Linked DNA regions of Mus musculus: region 2 is linked to region 1. The links are chromatin contacts, called in public Hi-C maps. All regions are on one chromosome and are shown on one strand. Each heading gives the region's core, a stretch centred on a gene start, on an enhancer-like site or on the middle of the called end of the contact. The rest is flanking DNA. Distances are from core to core; before and after follow the strand shown. Region 1 has its middle 44 kb from the start of Myo10. Region 2 overlaps Myo10 (myosin X).

What was found. A called contact is a pair of places that touch in the nucleus more often than the background predicts.
Region 2: a Hi-C map of myocytes shows a contact between it and region 1, with 2.4 times the contacts expected there. The contact joins two enhancer-like sites. A contact is called at or near these places in 2 of 484 Hi-C or Micro-C datasets (myocytes and natural killer cells), 1 of 115 datasets of contacts at active chromatin or transcription factors (pancreatic cancer cells) and 1 of 9 other capture datasets (liver).

Annotation. Positions count from the first base shown.
Region 1 is chr15:25,574,955-25,581,940 of GRCm38.p6, forward strand. No RefSeq gene overlaps it. Among named protein-coding and RNA genes, the nearest start is that of Myo10, 44 kb to the right of the region's middle. Within about 2 kb of position 2,852, at least 58 of the 459 cell types and tissues checked have an H3K27ac peak or open chromatin away from gene starts, as enhancers often do. A contact at or near this core is called in myocytes, where this site is marked.
Region 2 is chr15:25,667,503-25,674,304 of GRCm38.p6, forward strand. The region is part of intron 2 of Myo10 (myosin X); the gene reads left to right. Among named protein-coding and RNA genes, the nearest start is that of Myo10, 48 kb to the left of the region's middle. Within about 2 kb of position 2,724, at least 17 of the 459 cell types and tissues checked have an H3K27ac peak or open chromatin away from gene starts, as enhancers often do. A contact at or near this core is called in myocytes, where this site is marked.

The sequences.
Region 1 (6,986 bases), core at 1,602-4,101:
TCCTTCCAATTGGGACTGATCCAGTACGCACACCCGCTGCTTCCTGCTGGCATATTCCGGGGGTGGGAATCAATTCGCTCTTTGTAGATATTAAGAAATTGTGGAAGCATTAAAAGGGGAAACAGTGAATGGATCTAATGTAATGGGAGACAAAGGATTTAAATGATGTAGAGGAAGAAGGCAAGAGGAAAGCTGGTCAGGATCTGGAGCAACCAGTGCCCCATCGGTGGGAATGGGGGGACCTGAGGCCAAAGGAGATTCCACCCAGAAGCCCAGCAGCTCATCCACTGTTATTTCTGAAGCTCTTAACATTCAACACCGCCAGCCAGATGTGAGCAGCTCATCGTGCTTAGGAATGAGTTTCAAGGGGACTTCTAAACAATGTCCTAAAACCTAATACGTGTGCGCGCGCGCGCGCGCGCGCGTGTGTGTGTGTGTGTGTGTGTGTGTGTGTGTGTGTGTGTTCGTTTTTCATCCAGTATACATTGATAGAAATGTATTTTTCCTTTGATTTTTCAGGAACAGCCATATCTATATACATAACAGCCCTGAAGTACAAAGCCCTCTTAATAGTGGTTTAACTTTGAAATCATCTTAATTGTTGTTGGATGTGCTCCATACTTGTGGATAAAATGGGGAGGGGTCTAGGGGTTTTGCTGGGTTGGGGCATTTAGTTCTTGTTTCAGTTTTGTTCTGTTGCTTTCAATTTTAATACCTTGCTAAAAGTCGTAAACCTTAACTGTAATTCATGCCTTGAAGTAAGTAGGTCACTGAAAACGAAAATGGTATCAGATATAGTCTAGGATTTCAGTTTAGCGAGGTTATCTTGTATAATTGTTGTAAAAAAAATTTTTATTTTGCACTAAAATCTTGGGGGACTGGAAACCTGATTTTAAAGTGGTGCTATAACCAGAAATCTCTTCTTTATATGACAGGTGCTATTTATAAACACACATCACCCCTTCTAGGAAAATTGCATTAGAATACGATCTTGGCCTTACAGTTTTTAAGTCCTTCAGTAACATGAGGTCACATAGGTTCTCGGTCTGGGTCTGACTGTGCCTTTCCTAGAGGTACTGACTATACCACTGTGGTGGTTTAAATGAGAATTGGCCCCCGTAGGCTCACATATGTGAGTGTTTGGTTCTTTGTTGGTGAACTTTTTAGGAAGGACTAGGAGGTAGGTTGGAGATGTGTCACTGGGAGTTTCAAAAGCCCGTGATGTAATCTCTCAGCTCCTGCCTCAGCATCATGTCTGTTTGCCTGCTGCCACACACCCCCATAATGGGCATGGACTAAGTCTCTGAAACTGTAAGCAACTTCCCAGCTACATGCTTCCTTTTATAAGTTGACCGAGTCATCATCTCTTTTCAGAGCTATAGTAACCCTAACCAAGACAGAGAGAGCAAGGAACAAGTGAAGGAAAGTTTCTCTTTATAAAATGTCTCCAAAGAGAGAAAGACAGCCAGATGCAGCTATCCTAGCACTTGAGAGGTCCAGACAGGAAGATGCAAGTTGAAGACCATCCTCAGCTACATAGTGAGTTCAAGGACAGCCTGAGTTACTGGAGACCTTGTCTTAAAAGGCCAAAAGAAAAGGAAGAGGAGAGGACAAGGAGGAGGAAAAAGAGGAGGGGGGCTGCCATGTGACCCCCATATAACAACTGTAAAGGAATGGATCTACGTATTGAATTTTATCAGGTACCGCAAACAGATATTCCTGATGACCTATACTTCCTGATGGAACTGCCCCACAGCACCTAGATCTGAACTTGACTCTAACAGATGTTTTCTGATGGCAATGAGGATTGAACCCAGAATCTAGCGTGTGCTAGGCAAGCACTCTATCAGTAGCTATAGCCCTCCCCGCTTGCATAAGCTTTTAAATCTAAGTAGATCTAAAATACAATGTCATATGACACCACTGAGACAAACCAAGAAAACTCATCGATGGAAATCTCCACAAGGAAAGCAGCCATGTTCCCTCAGCAAATAAAATATGAGTTTTGGGGTTTTGTTGTTGTTGTTTTAATATTAAGAAGAAATCTTCAAAGAGTAAAGAGTCACATAAACCCATCCTGAGACATGACGTCATATTTATCCAGCTCCAAGGAAACCACAATGGGACGCACATGAGCCCACTGAACACTGAATTCATATCTTGTGAATATTAAACACTGTTGTTTGGGATTAGTAACAGTATTTTGATAATTTGAAGAGGAATTTCCACCTTTTAGTGATGGAGAACAAAGGACAAGTTGATTTATTTACTTTTAATTATTGATTTTTGAAGTCAGGGTCTTAAGTAACCCAGGCTAGTAGTTGCCATAGCTCGCTTTATAACTTGCCTCCTACACACCAGGCACGTATAAGCCCTTCCTGTGTGTTAAATAACACCCATGGAGAAAGCATGCAGAAAGAAGATTGCCACCTTGGATAGATAACTGATAACTTATCAGAGTTATTTAAGGAGACCTTTAGATGTGTAGTGGAATCAATCAAGTTGCTTCACTCTTGAGTCTACAGATTTTGCCTGCCTGACTGAAGAATGTCATCTCGGGATGACATCAGATGTGGCATTGACCCCATCCATGAGACATCCATCACAGGCTGGGAACGAAACCAGATTCCCAGTTTAGCTCTGTCTGTCATGCTTTGTGACCCATATTCCAAACCCCTTCTTGTTTGGAATATCACAGTCAGTTAAGGTTAAGGAGACACAGCATTCCTTCCTGGCTTGAGGAATTTGAAGTTGGCCAAAATCGTTGCTGAACACGATATGCAGCACAGAATGACATATAACGCAGCCGGTCTACCCTTTCTGCTTTGTTCTTCCAAGGCAAAAGGAGTCTGACTGACTCCGGGATTCTTGGCGAGTCCATTACTCAAGCCACAAATACTTCAACCATCCAATGACTCAGTAACCTTCCACCACACTTTAAATAAAGGCTTTCTATCTTGTTCTGCACATGTGTTTTACTTCCAGTTGAGTGCTCTACAGATGCCAAGCTGCTCAAAGCCCCCCTCATTACTTTCTGCAGAACTCTGTCCCAATAGCAATTTCAAAATGACTATTGCCCATGTTTCCTGGTAAGGCTGAAACAGCAACCTCTCTGGCTGCTAGAACTATAAGCATCTTACAACCTACAAACACTATTTCTGTTTCTTAGTTCTCCCTTTGAGGTAGTCCATTGATTCCTCATAAGAAGGATTTAAATCACTAATACATGATCTTTTCATTTCTACTGTTTACAAGTTGTACAGTGTACAAAATGATGATTTTCACTACTTTTCTGAACATGTCTATCTTGTACCTTGATCATCTTCCCTTCCTCCCGCCTCTTCTCTCCTCCAGCCCCAATAGCTCCCATCTACATTCCTGCTGCATACACATGTACAAACAGATTTAATATATCTAACACATTCTGCATATAAGAGAAGACACGAAATATTTTGTTTTTCATAGGTGAATTAAAAAAAAAATGTTTTCCCTTCCCTGGTTGCTTCTGCACAGGCTGATTGGGAAATAGGGGGAAAAATGTGATCCTCAGAAGAAAGCCACAAACAAATATTCAGTAACTCAAAATGAGCAACCGGGAAAGCAACTGGCCAGCATTTGAGGGAAGAGCAAGGCAGAACTTTATTGTATTTTGAAGGTTCCGTAGGCAGGATGTGAAGTACAGCTGGCATGCCCCTAACTGAGAAGCCAGATGCAGGGTGTGAGCCCCAGGAGGTGGAGAAAGAGTTAGAACAGTCTAACATTGAGAACTAGACATCAAAGCTCACAAGAAATGCCGTTTCTCTTTCTCATATAAATAAGGGAAAATAGAGCTTAGATAGTAAAACCGACTTCAATTCAAAACTTATCTATATTAAAGCTTAATAATTCTGACCCAAATTTACTAAGTATTATGGCTTGGAAATGAACTGTTTGCTCAAAAGATAAACTAAGCTAGGTGAAGTAGTACATGCCTTTAATCCTAGCACTGAGGAGGCCGAAGTAGGAGTGTGTGTGTGTGTGTGTGTGTGCGCGCGCGCGTGTGCGCGCGCGTGTGTTTGTGTGTGTGAGTTTGAGGCCAGCCTGGTCTACAAAGTGATGTCTAGGTGAACCAGGCTTGTAAAGAGAGCCCTGTCTTCAAAAAATTAAATAAATAATTGAGAGTCTGGTAATCAGCTGGTAGATGAAGTCACTGAGATCTGAATCCCAAAGAATGGATTAATCTGATCCAGTCAATGTATTCTAGATATTTTATCACTCCATAGTGTTGATAAGGTTTACTTAAAGATGGTAGAAAACAGAGCACAGTCTATTGGAGAAAGCAGGCCACTTGGGTGATGCTTGTAAAAGCTGTCTACAGCGCATGTCTGCCTACCGCGCATGTCTACAGTGCACATCTGTCTACTGCGCATGCCTACAGCGCATGTCTGTCTACAGCGCATGTCTATCTCTCTCCCTAATTCCAGGACTCAGAGTCGGGAGACCCTGAACTGAAATCACAAGCAGACATAAATCTTTCCTCTTTTAAATGGTTTTCCTCAGGTGTCCGTTACAGTGACTAAAGTCTGATGACATGGGAGACAGAGACACGTGGCTCTGCAGTTATCTAAATGCCCCGTTAGATAAAGCAACCTTTGTTTCTTTGGTAGCTTGCTTTAGAAAACCCTTCTCACCCCCAGGTCTCACTGAGGCGATAGGAGACAGATGTTTAAACAACCTTTCCATTTTTTTAACAAATGTGATACATTAGATACAATGTAGATCTATGTGGGGTATGCAGGAGAAAGCCTCAAAGACAGTTCACATATACACCACTGCTTTATGGCTATTGTATTATATTTTGCTTTGTTTTTTATAGATAAAGCTAAAAAAAAAAAATTACATAGGCCTGACTGCCACTAAACTCCAAAGATCTGCCTGCCTCTGCCCTCTGAGTGCTGGAATTAATGGTGTGCCTTCATGTACAACGGCCCAGCTTTCTTGAAATAAATGCAATATACAAGAAAAGAGTTTTGACTTGGCCAAAGTTAGAGGCTTTTAACAGCCCCACCACTCTGGCAAAGGGGAAAATTGTGTCCCATAAATACTCCTGGTATGCTAATTAGCAAAAAGGGGCAGGAACTGTCTCTGCTTATTGTTCTACAGTAGGCCTTTCTGAAGAGTGGGATTTAGACATCTCCCATTCAGAGGGCTGCACACATCCTTCTGAGGAAAGCTTTCATCATTTGCTTCCGGGCAGGGAGAAACTATGTCACAGTGTATATGGCCCAGGGCTCTTAACAAGGTCGAAGGGATCAGGATCGTAGTTAACGCTGTGACCAACCCTTGAGGGCCAGCAGAAGGGTTTTATGGAGTCTTCAGACTCTTTTTCTGATAACAACTCAAAAAAACTACTGATCTTGAAGACCAATCAAAATGCCCAACAGTTTCATAGCAAATGTATGCTGTGGATGGAGCCATCAAATATTTGCTGAAATAAACCTGAATCTGGCAAAGAGAGTTACCAACAACTTAAAGCCCCAAAAGGAAAACTGACTGGAGGAGGCAGACACAATTTATAACCCTTCACTGTACCAGGAACTGGAAGCCCACTTCAGGCATTCCACAGTCCACCCTCAGGATGGACACAGCTAGGCCACCTCACTCTTAGGGACTTGGCTTTTTCCCTTCCCTATCCTAAGATCAAAAAAACGTAACCACACAGAGAACACAACATCTCGAATCCCCAGTGTCACTCCTCTGAGATCCAGTTCTCACTCCAGCTGTAAAGTCCATCACATCCCAATTTAGTAGCTATTCTTTTGCGAGTCACAGTAAACACCATCGCAGACACAAACATGCGGTCCAGGTAGTGAGAAACCGCTGCCAAAAATATCACAAGCTCTCCACAGGCAAACTTCCTCACTTCGGCTCTCTCCAGGACTTCAAGGACCCTGTGTGCCCCGTTGTCTGCCACACAATGCACACTGAGAGGCCTTTTATGGAATAGCAGTCCTCTTGCTTTCCTGCCTCAAGCAGTGTGTGTGTGTGTGTGTGTGTGTGTGTGTGTGTGTGTGTGTGTGTGTGTGTCTGCAGGCTGTGAGCTGTGACCTGAGCCAACAACAAGGCCTTGTAGTTCAGGGACAACTGCCCATTAAGAGGAGGGAAAAGGTCACTGGAAAAAGGAGTTCTGCCTGTTGAGGGCCTCGCTCAGCAAGATGTCATGACTATCCCATTCACCACAGAGAAATCAATTGTTACAGCTATCTGTTTATTGGGGAATAGGGCTTGAACGGCTTAGCGAGGGGGGATCTCTATGAGTTCTCCCTCCTCGATATCTTGCAATTCAGATTTTACTTTCTGGTAAGAGGGAAAAGGAGAGAGGCTGTAATTGTCTGCCAACCCCTAGGCATGTTCTTGGGAATCTCCTAAGAGCACACAGCCTGAGCTATGGGCCTGGAGGAGATTCATAAGTAAGCCAAGGCTGGGTTATAAGGACTTTACATTTGGTAGTGGCTGCACTCATTGGACGCGCTGTACTTGAGAAGTGTTTGAGTTAGATCCGCTGTGTATCTCATGCAGCAGAGGCTGCCTACATCCGTTCGTCTGATTTTTCTTTTTAATTCTAACTTCTTGGGGAATAGGGAATAAAATCAACTAATCTATATGGCACCCAGGACACTAGAAGAACACCGAGTCACAGGGCTTTCTGAACCAACCTTTCTTTCGCTCCCTTTTTACATTTTTATTTATTTCCTTGAAGACAGGGTGTCTCTATTATCCCTGGCTGGCCCGGAACTCAGTATAAAGACTGGGCTGGCCTCAAATGCTAGCATGGAACTCAATTGACTTTTTTTTTTTTTTTTTTTTTTTTTTACTTTTCTTCATTTCTTTTTCCTTCAGGTTCGTAGTTCTCATCTTTTTGTTTGTTTGTTTGTTTGTTTGTTTTTCCTGTCTCCCTACAAGTCTGTCTATTTCTCTCAATCTCTTCTCCCCCTTTGCTTTCTGTT
Region 2 (6,802 bases), core at 1,474-3,973, 92 kb after region 1:
CCACTAGCATAAATATGTTCCAGAAAGCACTATAGAATAAACGTTATTAGCATTCTTTTCTTTTTAGTTTTGTTTTGAGTCCAAATCTGGATTGATTTTATTTATTTATCCTTTTAAACATAAAAAGAAAACCATGCTGAAGACGTGCAGCACGGGCTCCTGGCGAGAAGGCTCAGTGGTTAAGAGTATGTGATGTTCTAAGGAAGACCAGAATTTGCATGCCAGGAGCCATGGAAGGTGGCTTACCACCACCTGTAACTCCAACTCCGGGGAATCCAGTGCCCTCTTCTGGCCTCTTGAGCACCCCACATACATGGTGTGCACACAGACAGACACACATGTGCACACAAAGCAAAGCAAAGCACGTGATTTTAGCCTTTGCAGCTTACCCACTGACCTTTGTGTACTTCAGTGGTTACATAGACTCACATTCCAAGGCCGATCTTCATAACTTCTTTGTCCCACAGCATTGCTGCTTTAGAGGAGACGCACACACGCACGCACACACACACACACACCTTCTTCCCATGTCTGCTATCTGGTAAGTAGCTTTACTTCTTTTGCCAGTGATTTTGGCAAATACTTTATAGGAGCGGCATCATACCGCGGCTGCCCTGAGACTAGCTTGTTGCACTCAGGACAATGCCCTTGATGTTTCGTTTCTAGTTGCGCTTTGCTTGCGTGGCAGCGGCTCCCAACAGGACCGCTGTTGCTGTGCATTATGGTCACAGTCTGTGCCACAGGAGTACACTGCTGGCCCTGGTGATTAGATGGCTCTCAGTGGTGGAGAGTGGAGCTGGGTGTTCAGGTCACCCTTGACAGTATTTATAGAATGTGGGCTTAGCAAGGGCTGGAGTGGACTAATATGAACCTAAATTCAAAAGCAACACAGAATCCTGACCTCCACATCTTCCCTTGGTCACTGAGTGTATGGTTTACGTTATCCAGTCCGGCACTCCGAATATAACACATATGATTAGCTTGGTGATTTGGGTAGGAATTGCAGGGTTCCCGCTGTGAGAAATGTGAGGACCACTCAAAGAACAGGTTCAGGCTTAGCTCAAGAACTGGCAGAGGCTGGCGAAGCAGCGCTCAGCCCAGATGCTCACACATCCAACCACAAGCCCAAAATTGAAGGAGCAAAGTACACGTAGGGGAAGCTATAAACTCTCAAGGTTCACCTGACCCCAGTGACATGGCTCCTCCTGTGCCCTCCTAAAAGTTCCAGGGTTCCCCTAAACTGGTAACCAACTGGGAACAAGTGTTCAGAACACCAGAGCCTCTGGGGGGCATTTCTTTTCAAACCACCCCAATTTACTTCTTGGACAGTAATCTCTGGACAGTTTGTGAGTTTTCAGGAAGCTTTGCTGTTTCTTCAGAGTGCAGACGTAGCTAAGACGAGAGAGAGAGAGAGAGAGAGAGAGAGAGAGAGAGAGAGAGAGAGAGAGAGAGAGACTGAGACTCACTGAGCTTTGTCTTTTCAAGAGCCCGCAGGTGTACTGACAGTCACCAGGCACCCTCCAGGGAATTGAGAAGTACATTCTAAATTAGATTTTTCACTTGAGGAGATGGAAATATTTTATCTGTTTAGAGAAAATATTCTGTTTAGAGAATGCGTAATTTCATGGCTTTCAACTAGCCTACAGTGTATCAGCTTACCTAACTGTATGTTAAGGCGAGGTGGTTTGATTCACTTCAGTCAACTTCATCAAAGCGATGGCTCTGTGCGAGGGTTGCGGTGATTTTCTGTCTGCTTTCTCTTTATTCTGGGTCTCCTAATATTTACTGGCTAGGAGTCTAATCAGCAGAAACCCTATAAGCCCCTGCCCTCTTCCATCTCTTCTGTCTCTTTCTGACAAGTGTAATTAGATTGGCTTTCACAGGCTATCTCACGTTAATAACCCTTCAGTAAAAGCCATTAGGTTCTTTGGAGTTGTCTCTATCCCCTGACAAAGACTTCTTCCAGTCACACTAATTACTAATAATCCCACCTCCCACTGAACCAGCTCTAACCTGATTTTGTCTGACCTTCTAGTTTGACCTGTTGTAGTTAATGCCGTGGACCTAATTCTGCGAAACATATGAATGAGCTAATTAGTGTAGTGACTTTCCATTTAAGGTTGTTTTGATTCTTTTTTGTCTTTGCTCTCTTCCACCCTAGCTACTTCTTTGTTGCCCGCCCCTCCTGACACATTCTCTTGACTTCCTCTCGTTTACAAATGTTTTATGTCCTTTGTACATCTTGTGAACATGGGTAGCTTTGGGCCACTTAGTCCTGCTGCTCCACAAAATAAGTGTCTGAGCACATTCCTGGCTCCCGGAGAGATCTCACCAGGCCTGTTGAATGCTGGACCTGAACAGTGGAGCAGCCCAGACTCTGTCCTATAGCAAAGCTAGCCCTGCAAGTCACTGGGAACTGGACAACTAGAACTCAGTGGTCAGAAGTCAGAAGGGACTGTGCAGGCCGTTGACACTTAAGCTGAGCTATCATCTCTCAAGCTCAGGAACGCCCGTGCGGTTGACTGCCAGGAGACTGCATTCTAGACTTCACTTGCTGGGGCGGCTGTCTGGCAAGGCAGCTGTCATGGTAGAGTCTGCAGCACGAGAGGATGCGATGTCATGGACCGACTTCTTTTATTGCTGGGATGGGAAGTAGGGAGCGGCAGCTGGTATGTCATCGTCCTCCCCACCCAACCCCCACCCCACTTCTAGGTAGCCTGACAAGAACTGCTAGGTATTGAATTGTGGGGTGTGGGGGGGGGGGGAGGCTTGCCAGGAAATAGCCTGACTTAAGAAGCTGGAGGAAAAGGAGTTTATGAACCACATCTGTGCTATCAAAGTGAAATTGTAAATTGTATCATTAGGATGCCATGACTGGAAAACCCAAATGCTGAGATTGAGAAGTAAGCTTCTAGTGATCTCATCTAGCTCAGCTGGAGTTCCCTGGCTTATGTATAGTTTTAAAATTGTGTGTGTGTGTGTGTTGTACACTCCACATGGAGGACAGAAGACAACATCAAGTGTTGTATGTCAGAAGCCATACACTTCATTTGAGGCCGAGAACGCTTGTTGGTCAGTAACTGCCAAGTAGCGTGGGCAGACAGGACAATGACCCCATGGCTCGATCTGGCTTTGCCTCTCCAGTTCCGGCTTACAAGGACCCCCCACCACATCTGTCTGATTTTGCTTGGTTCTGGGGGTGGAACTCAGGTCTTGGTGATGGTAAAGCAAGGATGCTGTGCCCCGAGCTGTCTCCTCAGGAGTTAGTTTGCTTTCCTGCGTATGTATTTTCTGGCCCTTCCTCCCTTGTTTTTAAATGCTCGCCACCCTGTATGGAGAGGGAAACATTTTCAGTTATATCAAGGACGGCTTTCCTATTTCTTACTCAAGAGGAACAGAACAGAGCGTCAGTTGCAGGTTAGCTCTGTGTAACCCTTCAGGTCTTGGAGGTCCTTGGACTGAAGCTGTGGCTTCCAATGGAAGCACCCCGTGGATTCGGTTAAACCATGTGCAATGCAATTGCTCAGTGTAGGGGTCAAAAGGACTTGCACACCAGTGGATTTGTGATTCAGCCTAATACCACGAAATGGCTCCTTGTTTTCCTTGCTCTTTTAGATTATTGATCTGTGTATGATTTAAAGATAAGATTTTTTTTTTTTTTGGCTAGCTTACAGTGACATTCACCAAAATAAAAGGGTGGGTTTGTTTGTTTGTTTGTTTTGCTTTATTTTCATTTGTTTTGCATTCCAGCTGGGAGGCAAAGCTTAGCCCTGACCCTGTACAGCCTGTAGGTCTGTAGCACAGCCTGCCTGTATATCATTGTCGCTAGCAGCTACAAACCTGCCTTGCACCTTTTCTAGTGGGTGGCTGGCTGAAGGGTGTGCCATGATTACAGTGTCCAAGTGTAAGCTGGGAGGAAAATGAACGGATGCATGTTGAGGTTTTTCTTTTCGGACTGGAACTCGACCTGTCTTCTGTTCTGTGTCTTTGGTGTGTGTGTGTGTTTTTTTTTTTTTTTGGCGTGTTTCTTTATGTGTTTATATGTGCTACGTGAAACATCCCGTTCTAACCGCGCTTAGTGGCCGTCTCACACACGTCGTGGTGCAGCCCTCTTCACTACATCTGTCTAAAACTTTTAACATCTGAAGCAAAACTTTGGGCCTGGTAGTAAGCCGCAGCCCCTTGTGCCGTGCATTTTAAAGCTACGTTGCTCTTGTTGGGCACATTAAAAAAATAATAATGACGCTAGTGATAGAGAATAGTTAGTGGAGGTGGGGAGTGCTTGCTTATTAGCATGTTAAGGGCTGTGGGTTTGACATCCAATGACACATAGACACATGTACACACACAGCCATTTTTTTTTTTTTGGAGTGATTCTGGGAGACATAGTTTTATAGCCCAGATCCCAGCATGGACAGATGAGGGGCCCATGAACCCCACTCCCATCTGAGAAGCTACTGGCAACTGAAAGATGGTGGGTGGGGGAGGAGCGGTTCTCTTCAGTGATATGGCCCCTCAGAGACTACCCGTGCCCCACTAGTTCCCCCCCCCCCCCCGCCCCCGCCATGCACATGCAGGCTGCACTGTGTGGACATGGCAGCTCTAGAAAAAGAAAATGAGAGAGCACATTAAGTTGAGAGGAAAAATATGTGTGGAGAAGACAGGATAGCTGGGGTGAGTTTAATCAGACACACAGATGCCTGTATGAAATTCTTAATTTTGAAATATTCTTGTTTGAAAGACAAAAGAGAGATGGCTTTGGACCTGACTCTGGACTATAGTGTGGGGACTTTGATGGTCTCAAGTAGGTCTGCTTGGCACACTGACCAGCTCGGGCTTCGTGCTGTGCCTGTTGGGGTGGGTGGGCTGCAGAGCCATCCTGCACGTAAGAAGAAAGGAGAGCCTCCTAGTGACAAGCGACAGATAGTTGTTCAAAATAGATAGCTGTTCTGTCTTTGCACGAGGCTCTTTACCTGTGTGCTGAGAATCTGAACCGCAGTGGAAACACCTTAACTTACCCTGAGTCAGGTCACCGGCTCCGGAACGCTTGAATCAAGTGGTCTTCTTGCCTTAGCCTCCCAAGCAATGGGACTGTGGCCAAACAGTTCTAAATCTTTTACATGTTCCAAGTGTCTGTGTGTCTGTGTGTGGTGTGTGTGGTGTGTGTGAGTCAGAAGACATCTTGTAAGAGTCAATCAGTCTTGGGGATCAAATTCAGGTAGTCTTTTCTGACTGAGCCATCTCACAAGCCCAACATTCTCAGTCCTTCTTTTTTTTTTTTTAAGATTTACTTATTTATTTTATGTGTTTGAGTACACTGTATCTGTCTTCAGACACACCAGAAGAGGGCGTCAGATCCCATTACAGATGGCTGTGAGTCACCATGTGGTTGCTGAGAATTGAACTCAGGACCTCTGGAAGAGCAGTCAGTGCTCTTAGCCGTGATGGTTTCAGTCTTCAAAGACCGAAAGCAGCAGACACAAGAGCAGGAGGTACAAGAGTCAGAATGAGGAGGTCACCACCTAAGTTCTACCCAGGAAGTGTGTAAATCACTCACATATATTCAGAGGGTCAGAATGAGATGACAGTATGGCAGGGAGTCTTCTTTTGAGGGAATTGTTTCATCTGATAGACTCCAGAAACATATAAATTATATTTTTTAAATATAATTTTTTATATGGGGGTAGTGAGTAGGTATTGAGTTTTATTCGAAATCTTTTTTTTTAAGTTTGTAGTAATAGAACCCAGAAATTGCTGATCTGTAAACTTCAGCAGCCACATTGAAGCAGGAAGCTATTTCTAGTGACAAACATTTTCAGCCATGTTATGGTGCCAAGGCGTGTGGGCCATGCCCCCGTGCTGTAGACCCTAGCCTGCCAGGCATCCTTCCTGTTCCCTTGTCTGTTTCTATTAGATGGGCCTCCCTGACATCTGGGACTGCTTTCCCTGCCCACTTAGCTGAATTTAGCTTGAGTGGCTTTGGCATCCTCTTTATTCTGGTCCTTGTCTTCCAGAACAAGGCTTTTGCCCGGCCAGCCTCTCCCCAAGCATCTGTGATGAGGTGTCTGGTAGCAGTGTTTCCTGGCCTGAGTGAAGACTGGATTGAACACACACTACTGAAGAGAAGGCAGATAGCCTCTACCTTGGATCAGGCTTTGGGGGGAGGGGGGGTGCTGAAACCATGACCTGCGTTTCCTTTATGAATCCACGGCCACACCCCTTTCCCCAGTCCTATGGATGGGGTCTTTTTATCTGCAGTAGACATTCCTCTCGCCTGTGCCCCTCCCCCCTCCCCCTCATCTTTGCTGACTTACAGGATGCAGCCTCAGCTCTCAGCAGCTTTCTCTTTGTTCCCACATAAGTCTGTTGTACACACAGCTCTTTCCTGTAACCAACCAGGTAGTCTCTGGCCTTGCAGGACTAGTGCTTAGGGCACTGATCTGATGTCTGATGTCTGGCAACAGTGACCTCCATCACTGCATTCAGTTTAAGGGTTAAATCAGCAAATTAAATTGCTCATATATTCGAAAGTAATTGGGCTGTTCTCTTGTATTCTTGGTACCCACGGATGTTGAACCAATCAGCCAAGTAATGATAGATGCTAAGCTTAGAGTAGGCTGCAATTTACGACCGATAGAAATGCGACAGAAAACCAACCAAATCAAACTTTCTTTTTATGTGGATATTTAAATAAGCAATATATCTTTGTTATGCATATCAGCTTGTGAGAAGTGTACTCAGAGACCTTATTTGGATCATAATCCACTCAGAAATTATCTATGGGAATTAGACACAGCATTGT